Regions from separate parts of the Mus musculus genome. Here region 2 is linked to region 1. Evidence: chromatin contacts called from public HiChIP or PLAC-seq data. All regions are on one chromosome and are shown on one strand. Each heading gives the region's core, a stretch centred on a gene start, on an enhancer-like site or on the middle of the called end of the contact. The rest is flanking DNA. Distances are from core to core; before and after follow the strand shown. Region 1 has its middle 33 kb from the start of B4galt5. Region 2 overlaps Ptpn1 (protein tyrosine phosphatase, non-receptor type 1).

Region 1 (7,462 bases), core at 3,547-6,046:
TGGGAGTCTTATGCAAACAAATCAGTTTCATGACTTTATGGCCGGTGTATCTGGAGACACAAGGAAATCCTGAGCAGAGTCCCTCAGGCATCCCGCGGGAATTCACTTCACACATTGCGGAATTCACTTCACACACCGTTACTTACACCTTGCTAATAACAATCAAGGAGTGGGCTGTGGCTCCGTGGCAAAACATATGTTTACTATGCCCAAGACCCTGGGTTCAAGACCCACCGTGTAAAAAGAAAAACAAAATAAAAACCAAAAAAATAGCTGGGTGTGGTGGCACATGCCTTTAATCCCAGCACTGGGGAGGCAGAGGCAGGTGGATTTCTGAGTTCGAGGCCAGCCTGGTCTACAGAGTGAGTTCCAGGACATCCAGGGCTACACAGAGAAACCCTGTCTCAAAAAGCAAAACAAAACAAACCAGAAAAAAAAACAAAAAAATGTGGTGATGCTGCTGATGGTGGTGATGATGATGGTGATGATAGTGGTGGTGATGATGATGGTGGTGGGGTAATGGTAATAATTTTGTGGAGAAGTAATAAGGAAGACACCAGACATCAACCTCTAGCCCCCCCACACACACACCTCACTTATCAACCAAAGCGCAGTATTGACTATATTAATGCATGCTGACCATACAGAAGTCTATAGATGAGCTGCTTTTATTCAGGCAGGGGGAGGGGCACGTGTGGCAAAATCCTCATGGACACTGAAGCCACAGACACCACTCTGCCCTCTCGTCCGTTTTGCTGACCCCGCGCGGCACTAAGGGAGCAAACCCCAGAGGAGAATGATCTTAAGAACAGCCTGGGACTCCAGGAGTCGGTCTGTACCCAAGATGGTCCCTAAGTCACCCCTAGAACAGGACCACGGGCAATGTATGCAGTATGTTATGTAGGTATGTGTAGTACAGCAGGCCACCTGCTCATGAGGAGGAGCGGCCTCCTACGGAGATGGTGCTAGACAGATCCCAAACATCAGCATGCTATTTGACAATGGTGCTCGTTTTCAATCTTATTGTGAGCCAGGCTGTAGTAGCACCCACCTTCAATCCTAGCACTGGGGATGCAGAGAGAGGCCAGCCTGCTCTACAGAGCAAAGTCCAGGACAGCCAGGGCTATACAGAGAGACCCTGTCTGGAAAAACGGGGGAAAAAAAAACTTATAACTTGTGGCCTGATGTGGATTGCACCTGTCCTGGCACTCGGGAGGCAGAGGCGGGTGGGTCTCCGTAAGTCTGAGGTTAGCTGGGTCTATACAGTGAATTCCCAGCAAGGTAGGACGGTGTAGTTAGAGACTTGGTCACAAACTAAATTAAGCTCAAGAACTGTTTATTTCCGGGATTTTCCGTCTGATATCGTTGGATGACGGTTGGCTACTAGGAGCTGTGACTACAGAAAACAGACCAAGCTGAAGAGCCTGGGTTGTACTAGAAAATGAAGCAAGTCACTTTGCCCCTCCTAAGAATCACGTGTCGGATGGATGAATGAATTATGCTACACCTATAAATAGCTGTGAATGAATGATTAAGAGACTACGGGGCAGAGCGTTCAAGGTGACCCCACCTAGAAGGCCAATAACTTTCCCCGGAAACCAGGGCCACGCGCCAAGGTTTTAAATCTTCCCAGAACGGGTCCCTTATCTGATGCCTTTTCCTCCCCAGGGACCTTGGGGAATGACTCATGGGGCTTTTGCTGAACAGCAGGTCAGATATGACCAGAAGGTTCGCTCCTGCTACCAAAGTCGACGTGCTCTGGAGACGTTAGTAGACAGCGGCTGCCCACTGGTTCCTGCTGGCTGGTGGCCTGTGGTTGCCATGACCTAATGTATGATATCATTTCTTTTGCTAAATTTGTATGGAGTTAGCTGGTCTTCTAGTTCCTTCGGGTGCTAGGCGACTTTATATTTTAGACAGGGTCTTACTGTGTAGCTCTGGCTGACAGGAACTCGCTGTGTATTGCAGGCTGGCCTTGAACTTTCAGCCTTCTGAGTGCTAGCATTAAAGCATCTTCATTTTCTTCTCCCTCCTGCCTTCTTTCATCCCCCCCCCCACCCCCGCTAACATGGTCGTTTCCCCCTCCTGCCGTCTTTCATTCCCCGCCCCCCTTGCTAACATGATCGTTTCCATCTATAAACATCTTGGGGGAGATGACAGTGAGTTTAGGATGTTGGCTAGAACACAGAGGTCCACCGGCCTGTAGCTAGAGAAGAGGCTGTGCTGAGATGAAGAAGAGATAGCAGCTCTTGGTGGCTCTTGTCGTAGACTACGTACCCAGAATTCAACTTCCCTTCTGAGGTGAGGGCTAAGAGCCATCTGTTTTCTTCTGTCCCCGGGCCTGTCTCCCCTACTTGCTCATGAAGCTGTGGGTTTTTCAGTCTCTGAATTGGGGAGTGATTCTGCCTCACCTTTAGCTTCTTCTGTTGTTTTGGAAACTCCTAGCAGCCAGGAGAGGGAGGACGGTGTGAAGTGATCCCTAGACAGACACACGGCCTTCTACTTTCTCAGCTCCCGGGTCTTTGGGAAGAATGAGAAGTCCTCCTTCCCCAGGTTTGAGGAGAGGGAGGCTGTGCTCTGGAAGGAGAGAGCAGCCCTTTATTTTGCTCCCCCTCCCCTACTCTTAGGTAGAATTCACAGCCATCCTTGCTGCCACTTTAAACTTAAATGTTAATGGACAGGGGGTTGGAAGGGCATGCTTCAAAAGTTAGAGTCTCAGCACCAGCCTGATGGCTCACACAGCCATAAGCTTTGGGGACAGGACTTAGGCCTATCTATCTATCTATCTATCTATCTATCTATCTATCTATCTATCTTTGCTCCTGCGTGCATGTGGCATGTGCATGCATATGTGCACGTGGCGTGTGTGTACATCTGTGTGGGTGCATGCTTGTTTGTGTAAGTGCATCTGACCACTTCTGAGCACGGCCAGAGGAGGAAATGGGGTGTCCTGCACTGTCACTCTTTCGAAACAGTCTCTCACTGAACCTGGGCCTAGGCTGGCAGCCACTAAGTCCCCAGAATCCCCCTGTCTCTGCTCTGCCCAGAACTGAGGTCATGGCCATTGCCAGCTTTTGAATTGTGTGCTGGGAATTTGAACTCAGGTATACGCGCTTGCACAGCCAGGGTCTTCCCCACTGAGCTGGCTCCCTAGCTTCCACTCCCTCCCCTTCTCCCTTTCTGTCTCTTTTCTTTCCGTAGAGATAAGGTCTTGTTACGTAGCCCAGGCTAGCCTGAATGCTAGCTCTCCCTGTGCCTTCCTCCTAAGTGCCAGATGACAGGTATGCTTCACAACACAGGCTATGGGCATTTGTTTTATAAATCTGCTTCCCCAGAGTTGAAAACTCAGATAAAGTAGATGAGGTAGAAGCTATCTTTGGGCAACAGAGTGCAAATGCGCTACCCTGCCCAATTTAGGAGGTATTATTGTTTTTAAGGAAAAATAATGTCCCTTACATCTAAAACAAGACACATCTTTTACGGGGCCAGGTATGCACTGGCTTATACAAGGAAGTGTGGGTGCCTCTGGAAAGCCCGTGCATACATGGCATTTTAACCAGGGACTCAGATTAGCCAAGCCTTCTGTCCGTCAACACCAAGCTTCAGAACTAAGCAGCACGATGGAGGCCCCAGGTCAGCGTTCATGGTTGACAGAAGTTCCACATTTTCAAGTGGGAGGATACGGAAACATGTGACAGGACATTGGTGGCTCACTGCTGACGTCCATCTGTGTGTGTGGCAGCTCCCCAAGGGGTCCACTAGCCACCCTCTGAAAATCTTACTTCCAGTCTACCCTAAGTGGCATCAAAACTGACTTGGGGATGTGTGTTCGCACATGTGAGTGTGTGTGCACATGTGTGCATATGTGTGTGTCCCCATGTGTGCATGTGAGTCCATGGGCTGAGTGTGTGTGTGTGTATGTATGTATCTGCTCTCCATCAAAGTTGCTCTCACCCACATCCATCACATACATGTTGCTGCACTGGGATGTAAACCTTGACTTCTGACTTGTCCCTTTTTCTCATAGCTTGAGACAGGTTTATTGCAATCCCTCAAAAAAATTTTTTTTTCTATGTCCTCAGTGGTTGAGGCCTCCGTTTTGTTTTGTTTTGTTTTGTTTTGTTTTGAGACAGAGTTTCTCTGTGTGGCCCTGACTATCCTGGAACTCACTCTGCAAACCATGCTGGCCTCAAACACAGAGATCTGTCTGCCTCTGCCTCTCAACTGCTGGGATTAATGGCATGCGCCACCACCTCTCAACTGGGCATGTAGTGATGCTAACCCAAAGCACACTGGAAGTGTACCTACGGTGACCATGGTGGTGTGCCCAGAGAGCATGCTGGCTTTCCAGTGGGGCAGCCCTTCTAGCTGTGCTCTCTGAAGGCTGGGGAGAAGCTGTTGTCTGCGTTAAACATTAACAATTCATTGAGATTCTGCCACTGTGGGCTTTGTAAGTGACAGAGTATCTGTGGGGACATCCTGTTTCACCTTGGCAGGCACTTCTGGGAGGGAAGGACTGCAGGAGGGAAATTCAGGAGCATGCTACAATCATTTCTGCCCTTATAAAGGGTCATGGCCATTTTCTTCTTTGGCAGACTGTTCAACTTCCCACGGGAGAGAGTTTGTTCCCTCGCCTTACGCTCCAGTGAGCATGCCCCAGCTGCTGAAAGCTCAAGACTCCTGTCTTTCTGTTTCCTGTCTCCTCAAGCTACCTCAGAGATCTTACAGTAACTGTGGGAGCTGCTTGAAGCCTTACCTGATGCCAGCATTTTTGACTCATGGGTCACGGTGGGCTGGCCCATGTCCTCATACTGACCTGAGCTAAGAGAAACCAAAGGGCTGGGAGCTGGGCTGAGCTCAGTTACAGAGACCTTGCCCAGCAGGAGGGAAAGCCCTGGGCTCCACCTTAAGCACAAAGAAGAACAGAGCTGTTTTGATGCCTACTAAGGCACAATCCAGAGTAGAAGTGCTTGCCTGCCTGTAATCTCAGCTCTTAGGAGGTAGAGGCAGGAAGATCAAGTGTGTTAGAGGTCAGTCTAGTCTACAAAACACACTCCAGGACAGCCTGGGTTATAGAGAGAATCCATGTCCTAAACAAACAAACAAACAAACAAACAAGCCAGTCAGCAAGCAAACAGACAAAAGGTTCAAGGCTATCTTTGTCTATCTACAGAATTCCTAGCTAGCCTAGGCTATAGGGCACCTTGTATCAACAAACTGTTAGGCACATCGATGAATCCCTGTCATTCCAGCAGTGTCAAAGCCTGAGGTGGGAGGGTTGGAAATTCGAGGCTAGCCTGGGATACATCTTGAGAAGTTGTCAGATAATTAATTAATTAATCAATCAATCAAGCTTCAAATTTGCTTTGTGGCAGAGGATTTTTTTTTAAAGGTTTATTTATTATATGTAAGTATACTGTAACTGTTTTCAGACACACATATTTCATTACGGATGGTTGTGAGCCACCATGTGGTTGCTGGGATTTGAACTCAGGACCTTTGGAAAAGCAATCAGTGCTCTTAACCGCTGAGCCATCTCTCCAGCCTGCAGAGGATCATCTTGAACTCCTGATCCTCCTGCCTCTATATCCCCAGTGCTAAGATTACAGTCCTGCATGGTCTCTTAGGTGCTAGGACTCAAACCTAGGGCTATACTCGAGCGACTGGGCTGTACCGCCAGCCTTGCTAATTTTTGTTGTTGTTTTGCTTGTGTTTTCTCACAGGGCTCACCCAGTCTAAGAACCAAACCAAGGAAGCCCCTTGGGCAGAATGGCATGGGGGAGCAGAGGACCAGGGCAGGAGAGACTCTTGCTGAAAGAGTGTTGTATTGGGGATCCTTGGAAAATTTAAACCTTGGCATCAGTTAACTCTGTGTCAATGGGGGTGGGGTGGGGGGGGTGGGGGGGTGCGGGGGGGGGGCTTCCTCTCAAGAATCACAACCACCGGCTTTACATAACAAAGGACAAGACTATCTTTGGGGCCCTTCAGCTGCCAGCCACACAATTCTGTGATGGCCTTTGAAGAGGACAGAAGCAGAATCATTTGAACTTGACATTCAAAGGGACTTCAAGGAGGGACAGCTTGTGCTCGGTAAGCTGAGGAAACCTTTGAAATTCAGGACTGGGGAACTGAAGGACCGGAAGGATGCCCAAGGGTCACCTCTGACCCGTTAGCCATTAAAGTTAGCAGCTCTCTTTGCTTTCTGAGGGAGGGCTTCTTGGAGCCTCTCTCTGCAGTGGCCAGGCTTGCCCATGAAAAGGCTTATCTCACGAACTTCAAAGAAATGTAAAAGCTCAGTTGTGGGCTGGCTTTGAAGTTCTATTTACCTTGGTTTGGTGGACCTTGAAGACTGACCTCAAGTTAGCAAACCCCAAACACAGTAAAAATATCCAGGAATGGGGGTGGGGCTGGGAAACTACTTGCAACCCAGAGCTCAGGAGCCAGGTGAAAAGCTGTACATGTACACACCACACACACCACACACACACCGCTAGGGCCTGGGAGTGTGGCTCTGTCACTAGAGCACTTGCCTAGAATCCATGAAGGCCTGAGTCTGATCTATCTCATCACATACCTGGCCATGGTGGCGCACACCTGTAATCCTGACACTTGAGACCTGGAGCCAGTGGGGGAGGAGGTCAAGGTCATTTTCAGCTATGCTGGGAGTTTGAGGCAACCTGGGCTACACAGGACCCTGTGTAAAATAAGTGTGCTTGAGCAAAATAAAATCTGCTGCCGGACACAGCGGTGAGCTCCTTTTGTCCCAGCCCTTTGGAGGCAGGGGCAGGTGAAACCCTGGGGGTCCAAGACCATCCTGGGTTACATAGTTTGTTCGAGAACGGCGAAGATTATGTAGTGAAGCTCTGCTTCCAGAAGGACTGGGTGTGGCAGTGTGTGCATGTAATCTCAGCACTTGGAAGTCTGAGGCAGAAGGGTAGCTATGAGTTTGAAGTCAGCCCTGGGGTTACAAAGTGAAATCCTGTCTTTAACAACATCAACAAATGTGTGTGTGTATGTGTGTATGTGTGTATCTTTGTATATGTCTTTGTGTGTTTGTGTCTGTGTCCTTGTGTGTGTGTCTTTGTGTGGCTATTATGTCTGTACGTCCACAGCATAAGGAAATCCACTCCCCGGCCCCCTCTCGCCGGGTCCTCGGAAGCACCCAGCACTCTCCTTCCCTTTCCTTTTCGGTACAGACTTTTCTTGGATGATTTGGGCTCCTCCTGCCCTCAGGACTTGTCTGGATGTAGGTTCCCTTGGGAACACGAGAACGCCACAGCTCCTCCTCTTGTCATCCTTAGCGTGGGCTTTTTTGTTCTGGTTTAAGTCAGGGTCATGAGGATAGTCTCAAACATATCAAGGAGCCAAGAATGACCTCGAACTCCTGAACCTCGTCTCTTGTCTCTACCTCCCTAGTGCTTGGGTTGCAGATGTGTGAACCACCTGGCCACAGCTGGACCTG
Region 2 (7,462 bases), core at 2,151-4,650, 580 kb before region 1:
ACAGAAAAGGGGGCCATGGCGACAACAGTCTATCTAGAAATCAGACCCCAGAGACATGCAGAGTGTGGGCAGCTGTCACCTCGGAAGAAAGCGTGAGACTGACAGTGGGGCAGGGGCTGAGCCTCCTCTGAGCAGAGCAGCCATCCCCTCCTAGAGCCGTCCCTCTGGGCTGCTGGGCCTGCTCTTACTTGTGCTGAAATCACAGGGTGACTTTGATTTTCTACAAGAGTTGGCCAGGCCTCTAGACTAGCTAGAGTATAGCACGTGCAAGGTGGACGGCCCATCCATGCCGGAATAAGCTGTAGAGCCCAAGCTCAGGCCCTGCCTTCCTTCATCTCAGAAGCTCACACAGAGTGTGCTGTAGCACCACTTCCATTCTAGGCGGAAGTCTTCAGATGATCTGACCAGACAGCAGGAAGCACCAAAGGCCAGGACCAGGGCGTGCCCATTTGCTCAGTGCTCCATCTGCCTGAGGGCCTCTACTCTCCAGACACAGATGCCACTGATGGCAGATATACACAGAAAGTGTCTAACAGGGAAAAGAAGCCCTCGGTGGACAAACTGTGGAGTTCAGAAAAACTGAGAATAAATACTACTAATACACTCACATCTCAAGATCTCATATTTATTAGCAAGTAAGAACAGGATGCTATGACAAACTAAACAAAAATGTCTTTTGTAATGTAAAACAAAATAGCAAAAATGACAAGCTCAGGTGAAAAGATAAAGAACTCCTTACATACACACACACACACACACACACACACACACACACACACACACACACACACCAGCCACCCCAAAGGAAAGCCAAAAACAAAAAACAAAACAAAACAAAAAGCTGGGCAGTAGTGGCGCACACCTTTAATCCCAGCACTTGGGAGGCAGAGGCAGGTGGATTTCTGAGTTCCAGGCCAGCCTGGTCTACAGAGTGAGTTCCAGGACAGCCAGGGCTGCACAGAGAAACCTGACTCAAAAAAAAAAAAAAAAAAAAATCAGCTAAAGTAAAATATAGTAAACTACAGGTACTGAGACAATAGAAAGTCCCACCAAGTGCCCATGAGAAGCAGAGAAACAACCCCTTCTCTGGACTGTGTAGCCCCAGAGCCTGAGAGGCAGTTCACGGTGGAAGGGCAGCACAGCCTGACTGTACGCTTCCTTCTGCCGACATGAGAAAGACAGCAGCGTCAAGCCGCCTTCCAGCATACTCCCCAAGACATGAGAATCTGACCTGAAGCTAGCCAACAGGGGATTCCAATTGAGATGGGAGAAGGAGGGCGTCAGAATCTGCATGAGAACGAGGTATGCATGGCAGGCCTTCAGAGCCTCCAGCTGCATGACTCCACAAAAACCTGAACTGAGAAAGTGAACTGATCACAAAGCTAGCATTAAAGCCATGGTGAGAGGACACAAACGGTCCGAGTGCCAGTCATGGTGGCCATGGACATCTGTGATGCCAGTACTCAGAGGCTGAGGTCAGCCTGAGCTATACAGCTAGATCCCACCTCAAAGAATCAAAATGATCCCTGGCACCAGGCTGCATAGCTTTCATCTCAGCAGTCAGGAGCAGAGGCAGGTGAATTGCTGTGAGTTTGAGGACAGCCTGGTCTACATAATGAGACCTTGTCTCAAAACAGAACAAATGAACAAGAAATAAGCAGAATGATATTTTTGCATTTAGGGAAGCTGATTCAAGTGTCTCTCACATGCAATTAGTCAGAAATACCAACGTGGATGACAAAGCAGCTGACCTGCCTTGACTGAGATCTCTATTTCTTTTGGAAGTAAACAGGGATAACATCCAGTCCAGCCACACAGAAATGCCTCCAGATTTTCACAGAATACTTTGCTAAGTCAAACAGCAGCACTGGCTTTAACACATCTGCTTTAGTTCCATGCAGTGAATGACTTCTTCTTGCTCCATGGAAGAATGCATTATTTGTTTAAAACTGTCTGCCACAGGGCAGAGCAGGATGGCTTCCTGAAAGCAGTCAGGTGTCCATTAAGAGAGAGGCCCTCATTTCTAATCTCAGACCCAGGCCAGGGCAGGCCCTCAACATAACCTGCGACTGACCGAAAGGCTGATGCTAATACCGTAAGTATACAGCTTTTGACTCTATCCCAGCATGCTTCCCGGCACAGGGTGGAAGTGCCCCAGAGGGAACATGCATCCGAGAACACCCATCAAGCCCATCCTAACTGCTGCAGAACGCACACTCCTGGGGCCTGGTTTGGCTTCTGCAATTGTCGCACACAACCTCCTGACAAGATAATACCAAACTGGTTACTAAAACAGATCCTGAAGCAGAGAATGGAGAACAGCTACCGCACTGACTGTTATTTCCAATATCCAGCCCCCACCCAGGCTCATGCAAGCAACACTGGGAATTCAGGGACCACAAAAAACAAAAGCAAAACAATCCCCACAACATGGAAACAGGAGGGTGTCTTACTGGGAGGAGGAGGGGCTTCCAGGCAGCACTGAGAGGTCAAAGTGACCAACATATGTAATACATCCGTGTGAAGTTGTTGATAAATGAAAAACAAAAACCCCACATGTAAGTAGAATTCGGGGACTAGCAAGTTCCTCTCACTGGCCAGTCTCGACTCCTCTCTAAATGGCATCTGAGTTGAGGGGCTGGCGTGTTACTTGATAGTGTGGGAAAATACTGATTCTCAGATAGTCAGCTGAGAGACTGAAGGAAGGAAGGGCAGATAGACCGGGCAGTGGGGGCTGAGAGGCAAGCACTTCCTGGAACCCAGGCGCAGCCATGGCTGAGAGCACACACGCTTGTCTCTGGCTCACCTAAGATGCTGTGTGTAAGCACCTCAGAGTGGTGAGTGCACAGCAGATTTTATTAACCGGGTCTAACTACAAAGGAGAAAGAAAAATTTTGTGGAGCAAAGAACAATCAGAATAGATAGATCACCAGAGGCTGTCTTTGAATGGAAAACAATACTTCATTCTTTGTATCTTGCTTTGTTTTGTTTGAGACAGGTACTTACATATTACATAGCCTAGGCTAGCCTCCAACTCCCTATGAAGCTGAGGATGACCTTGAACTAATAATCCCAGCAGACAAGCGCTGGGAGTCTGCACAAGCACACCTGGTTTACTGAATAACTACAGGGGCAAAATACCCAGGCTGCAGCTGCAGTCACAGAGAGGAACAGAGGTGTGGGTGTGGGCGGTGGTGATATGGCTTCAGAGAAGCAGCAGTTTCGGAGAGGCTCCCAGAGTGGACTCCAGGGCTTCAGCACTGTGCTGCTAACAGTCCTCCTGCTTGTACAGCTGCTCAAAACACCTAACCCTTAAAAATACCAAAGTGACCTCTGTCACTGCTGATGACCTCAAGCCATTTACAAGAACAAGCCACTTACATAATTATGTTAACAATGACTTTTGGTCCCTAAGGACTGATGTGGTTTTAGCACTGAGAATAACAGCTTTGAGAGGCTGAACTGGCTGGGGGTGGGAGCGTGGATATGAATGAATGGCTTCACACTGGTGAAGTGACCCTGGCCCACACTGCATTTAGAAGCAGCATTCTGAGTTCAGTGTGGCAGGCCAGAGCGTCGGGCTGCCGCTCACCTTACACAGATTACACGGGTAACTAGGATGACACACTCGCAGTTAGACTTGCAAGTGTCCCTGGCTTTGACCCTAATTTTTACAGCCCTTGATAAAGACATCACTTACATTTTCTGTTAAATGTCATGAATTCCACCTTGGGCAGAAATCAATAGGGAGAAAATGAATCAGACTTACAGTAATTGATGTCAATCAAACATATTGGAACCAGTGTCTACTAAAATGCTGAGAACCACAAAACTGTTCCCGTAAGAGAACTGGCTAAAAAAATCGACTTTCACTTCTGTTTTGTTTACCTTCTGCTTTCTATCAGGCCAGTAAGAACTTCACCCGGCTCTTGGCTGCCTGCCGGGGGACAGTGGGACAGTTGACTAACAAGGAATTGGCAGGCATCTGCAAGAGCAATATCTACAATTTTCCTGGCAGGAACCAGTCTGCCCACTGTGTTTCCTCCTTCCAAGGTCCCAAGGGAGAGGCCACATGAAACACCAGTGACATCCCTGATCTGAAGTGACAGTGCTCTCCTTCCGCAATGGATGGATGCTCCCTGCATACTTAGCAGTGTGAACGAGCAGAAAACAGCTCACTAAAACACAACAATGTTGGTCAAGATTTTCCCAAGTCCCTGGAAAGCTGTGTGAGGCTCTGCTAACCAGAACCAAGAAAAAGGCATATGAGATACTCACTGGCCACCTTCTTCTAGAGGCCACATGCTTTCCTACCTGATGTGAGAGACCAAGGATGAAGGAGGCACAGAGATGAAGGCATGATAGCACTGGAAGGAATGGATTTGTGAAACCACAAAAATGAAGTCACAGGCTGGAGAGATGGCTCAGGGGTTAAGAGCACTGACTGCTACTCCAGAGGTCCTGAGTTCAATTCCCATCAACCACATGGTGGCTCACAGCCATCTGTAATGGGATCTGTTATCCTCTTCTGGTGTGTCTGAAGACAGCTACAGTGTACTCATATAAATAAAACAAGTAAGTCTTTAAAATAAAGTCCCAAGCTGGGACCGAGAGGCTATTCTATTCCAAGCAAGCAGGCAGGCATGAGGCTCCACACAGGCAGGCGTTCCTTCAGGCCATCCAGACGCAGCCTGGCACTGTGCCCACACCAGGAAGAGACTCTTCAGATCTCAGCTGTCAGCCTACATGGAGAAGTGCAGGTGACCTTTCACGTCTAGGCAGAACACAGGACTGTATGTCAGGCATGTATACACTCTAAGAATCCCAACATTACAAGGAGACAGAAGTATGTCAAGTTCATGAGCTACCCAGGAGGACCCTGTGTCAAAACCAAACCAAGCCACGAAGTATGTTATGGAATAAATTCATTCTTTTCAAAATTTTAGCAAACCAAAGATTTAAAAAAAATAGGGATATTAAAATGCAAGAAAATTTAAATGGGGTTGCCTTTAATCCCAGTAGTCACGGGCAGAGCCAGGTGAATCTCTGTAAGTTGACAGCAAGCTTGGTCTACACAGTGAGACCCTGTCTTGTGTGTCTGGGTGGGGCAGAGCTGAGGCTGGGGTGATAGCTAAGTGGTCAAAAATACCACTCTTGTAGTTTGGTCTCCAGCACCCACACAGAGGCTCACAGGTCCCAAGGGGGTCTGATGCCCTCTTCTGGCTACCAAGGGCATGTGCATATCACTGGCACATATGCAGAAAAAATACTCATATACATAAAAAAATTTTAATGGAAAGAAAAAAATTGAAAGTTTTGAGACAGGGTCTCACTGTGTAATCCTGGCTGGCCTGAAACTCACTGGAACATCTGCCTGCCTCTGCCTCCAAAACACTGTGTTTAACGTCTACATAAGAAAAAAGAATTTCATGATCTACAGAGTAGCATGGTTGTCCTGGAAGTGAAAATGATTCCAGGCCAAATTCTGAAACTAGGCAGTGGCCCTGCCCCATCTTCATCTCAACTGTGCTTCTTTGTGTAGAAACTTATAGAAAAATATAAGAAGATATTAAATGTTGAATTGGCTAGAGTGGTGGTGTTCCTCTTTAATCATAGCCCAGACAGGCAGATTTCTGTGAGTTCTAGGCCAGCTAGGGATGGATACACACACACACACACACACACACACACACACACACACACACACCCCACAGGCCTAACGAAGTGCTCCAGTTCCAGTTCAATACACAATTGAGGGAAGCCGGGCCGGGCAGTGGCAAAGCCTGGTCAAGCCGAATGGTAACTGAATTGTTGGCTGAGTACAGGACCTGAGCTGCATCCCAGCACTGTACAAAAGGTCGGTATGGCCATGTGCTATGACATCAGGACCCTTTCTGGGAAGAGACAGGATGACTCCGGGGACCCTGCCTCAAGAGAATAGGTGGGTAGTGATCAAGCGGGTCACCCAATGTCCTCAACTGGCCTCCATGTGTGCATAGGGCACAGAACTGCACACGCACTCCCTCCACCCTGCACCATGACAGTGACCTCTAGCCTCAAGGGAAACAAATTTTACTAAGTGCCTTTAATTAAAAAGCTACACTCAGAAGCCTGGTGAGAGCCAGCAAAGGTGCTGACAACCTTAGTTGGCCTCTTGGAACCCAAATTGTGAAGATAGGAATGAACTCCCACAAGTAACCTTCTGACTTCCCCAGCTGTGACACATGCATGCATACACACACAAATGCACAACAACAACAACAACAACCCACATTCACATCCCAGCACCAAGCTCAGTCTGGGCTGCCTTGTAAGGCCCTGCCTCAAACTAACAAAAGGAGTTAAATCTACATCCAGAGTACTATTGCAAACAACACCAGCACACAGCCAAGCCTCAAGCCTCCTAGCTGTGTTACAATATCCTAACTGTGCAGTAAAATGAATGATTCTTCCAAGATCTGTCCCTCTGGTCCTTCTATAGTATGTACCCTAGGACTTTTTAAAGGCGAATACATCAAAAAATATTTTTTCTCCAGCCTGGTCTACAGATTGAGTTCCAGGACAGCCAGGCCTACACAGAGAAACCCTGTCTCAAAAAACATACATACATATATAAGTACACATAATTATATAGTATATAATATGCAGATTCCTGTACAGCTGTGAGATGACGCAGACTTTTCATACCCTTTCTCCTCAGCCAGCGTGTCTGTGAAACTGCAGCAGGGCCAATGTGTGTGTAATATATACATACATACACACATACTCATACACTTTTTTTTTTTTTTTTTTTACAGTGGGGACAGGCAGCAAGCCTCTACTAGTGACATATAATCACCTGCAGAAGCTTTTGAGAGCTAGACCCTTCTTTAAGGATTGGTCTACATTTTAATGCCACAACCCAAATTCCAGAGGAACGTACACCCACGTGCACACTGCTTGTCACTTTTCCTGCAGGTCACTTCCAACCCTCTCAGCTACTGTGGCTTGAACATCCTATGAAGACGTGCACACACTACTTTTCCTCCAAAGCCCAAGAGGTCAGAGAGACAGGTTATCAAGAACCAAGGCCTCCTAAAACCCAGGGTGGACAGGAATTCCGGAACACCAGTGCTGTAGCATGGTCCCACGAGGGCTATGAGCCCTGCTGTGCTGCACTGCCCTCTTCACAGCTTCTTCTGAGATCAGGGAATTGCAGCCCCCGGGCTCACTAGAGCAACCATGTATGAGGACCACAAGCTTGACACCAATTTCCTTCCCTGCCTTCAGTTTGGGCCGAGTGTTGAGGGACGGGGTGTGTGGGGGTGGGGATGTGGGGCTGTGGAATATTGGCCAAGGTCCCTGTCCTCAGCGAGGAGGTAGACCACCTGTGGCCACAAGTTCACTATGTGGAAAGGGAAGGTATCAAGATTGGCTAGTGAAATCAAAAGTACTATCTCAGGCTGGAGAGATGGCTCAGCAG

Evidence for each region. HiChIP or PLAC-seq counts read pairs in DNA pulled down with a chosen protein or histone mark.
Region 2: a contact with region 1 is called in a FOXA1 HiChIP or PLAC-seq map of pancreatic cancer cells. The contact joins two enhancer-like sites.

Annotation. Positions count from the first base shown.
Region 1 is chr2:167,378,040-167,385,501 of GRCm38.p6, reverse strand. No RefSeq gene overlaps it. Among named protein-coding and RNA genes, the nearest start is that of B4galt5, 33 kb to the right of the region's middle. Within about 2 kb of position 4,796, at least 86 of the 459 cell types and tissues checked have an H3K27ac peak or open chromatin away from gene starts, as enhancers often do. A contact at or near this core is called in pancreatic cancer cells, where this site is marked.
Region 2 is chr2:167,955,474-167,962,935 of GRCm38.p6, reverse strand. All of the region lies in intron 1 of Ptpn1 (protein tyrosine phosphatase, non-receptor type 1), which reads right to left. Among named protein-coding and RNA genes, the nearest start is that of Ptpn1, 27 kb to the right of the region's middle. Within about 2 kb of position 3,400, at least 174 of the 459 cell types and tissues checked have an H3K27ac peak or open chromatin away from gene starts, as enhancers often do. A contact at or near this core is called in pancreatic cancer cells, where this site is marked.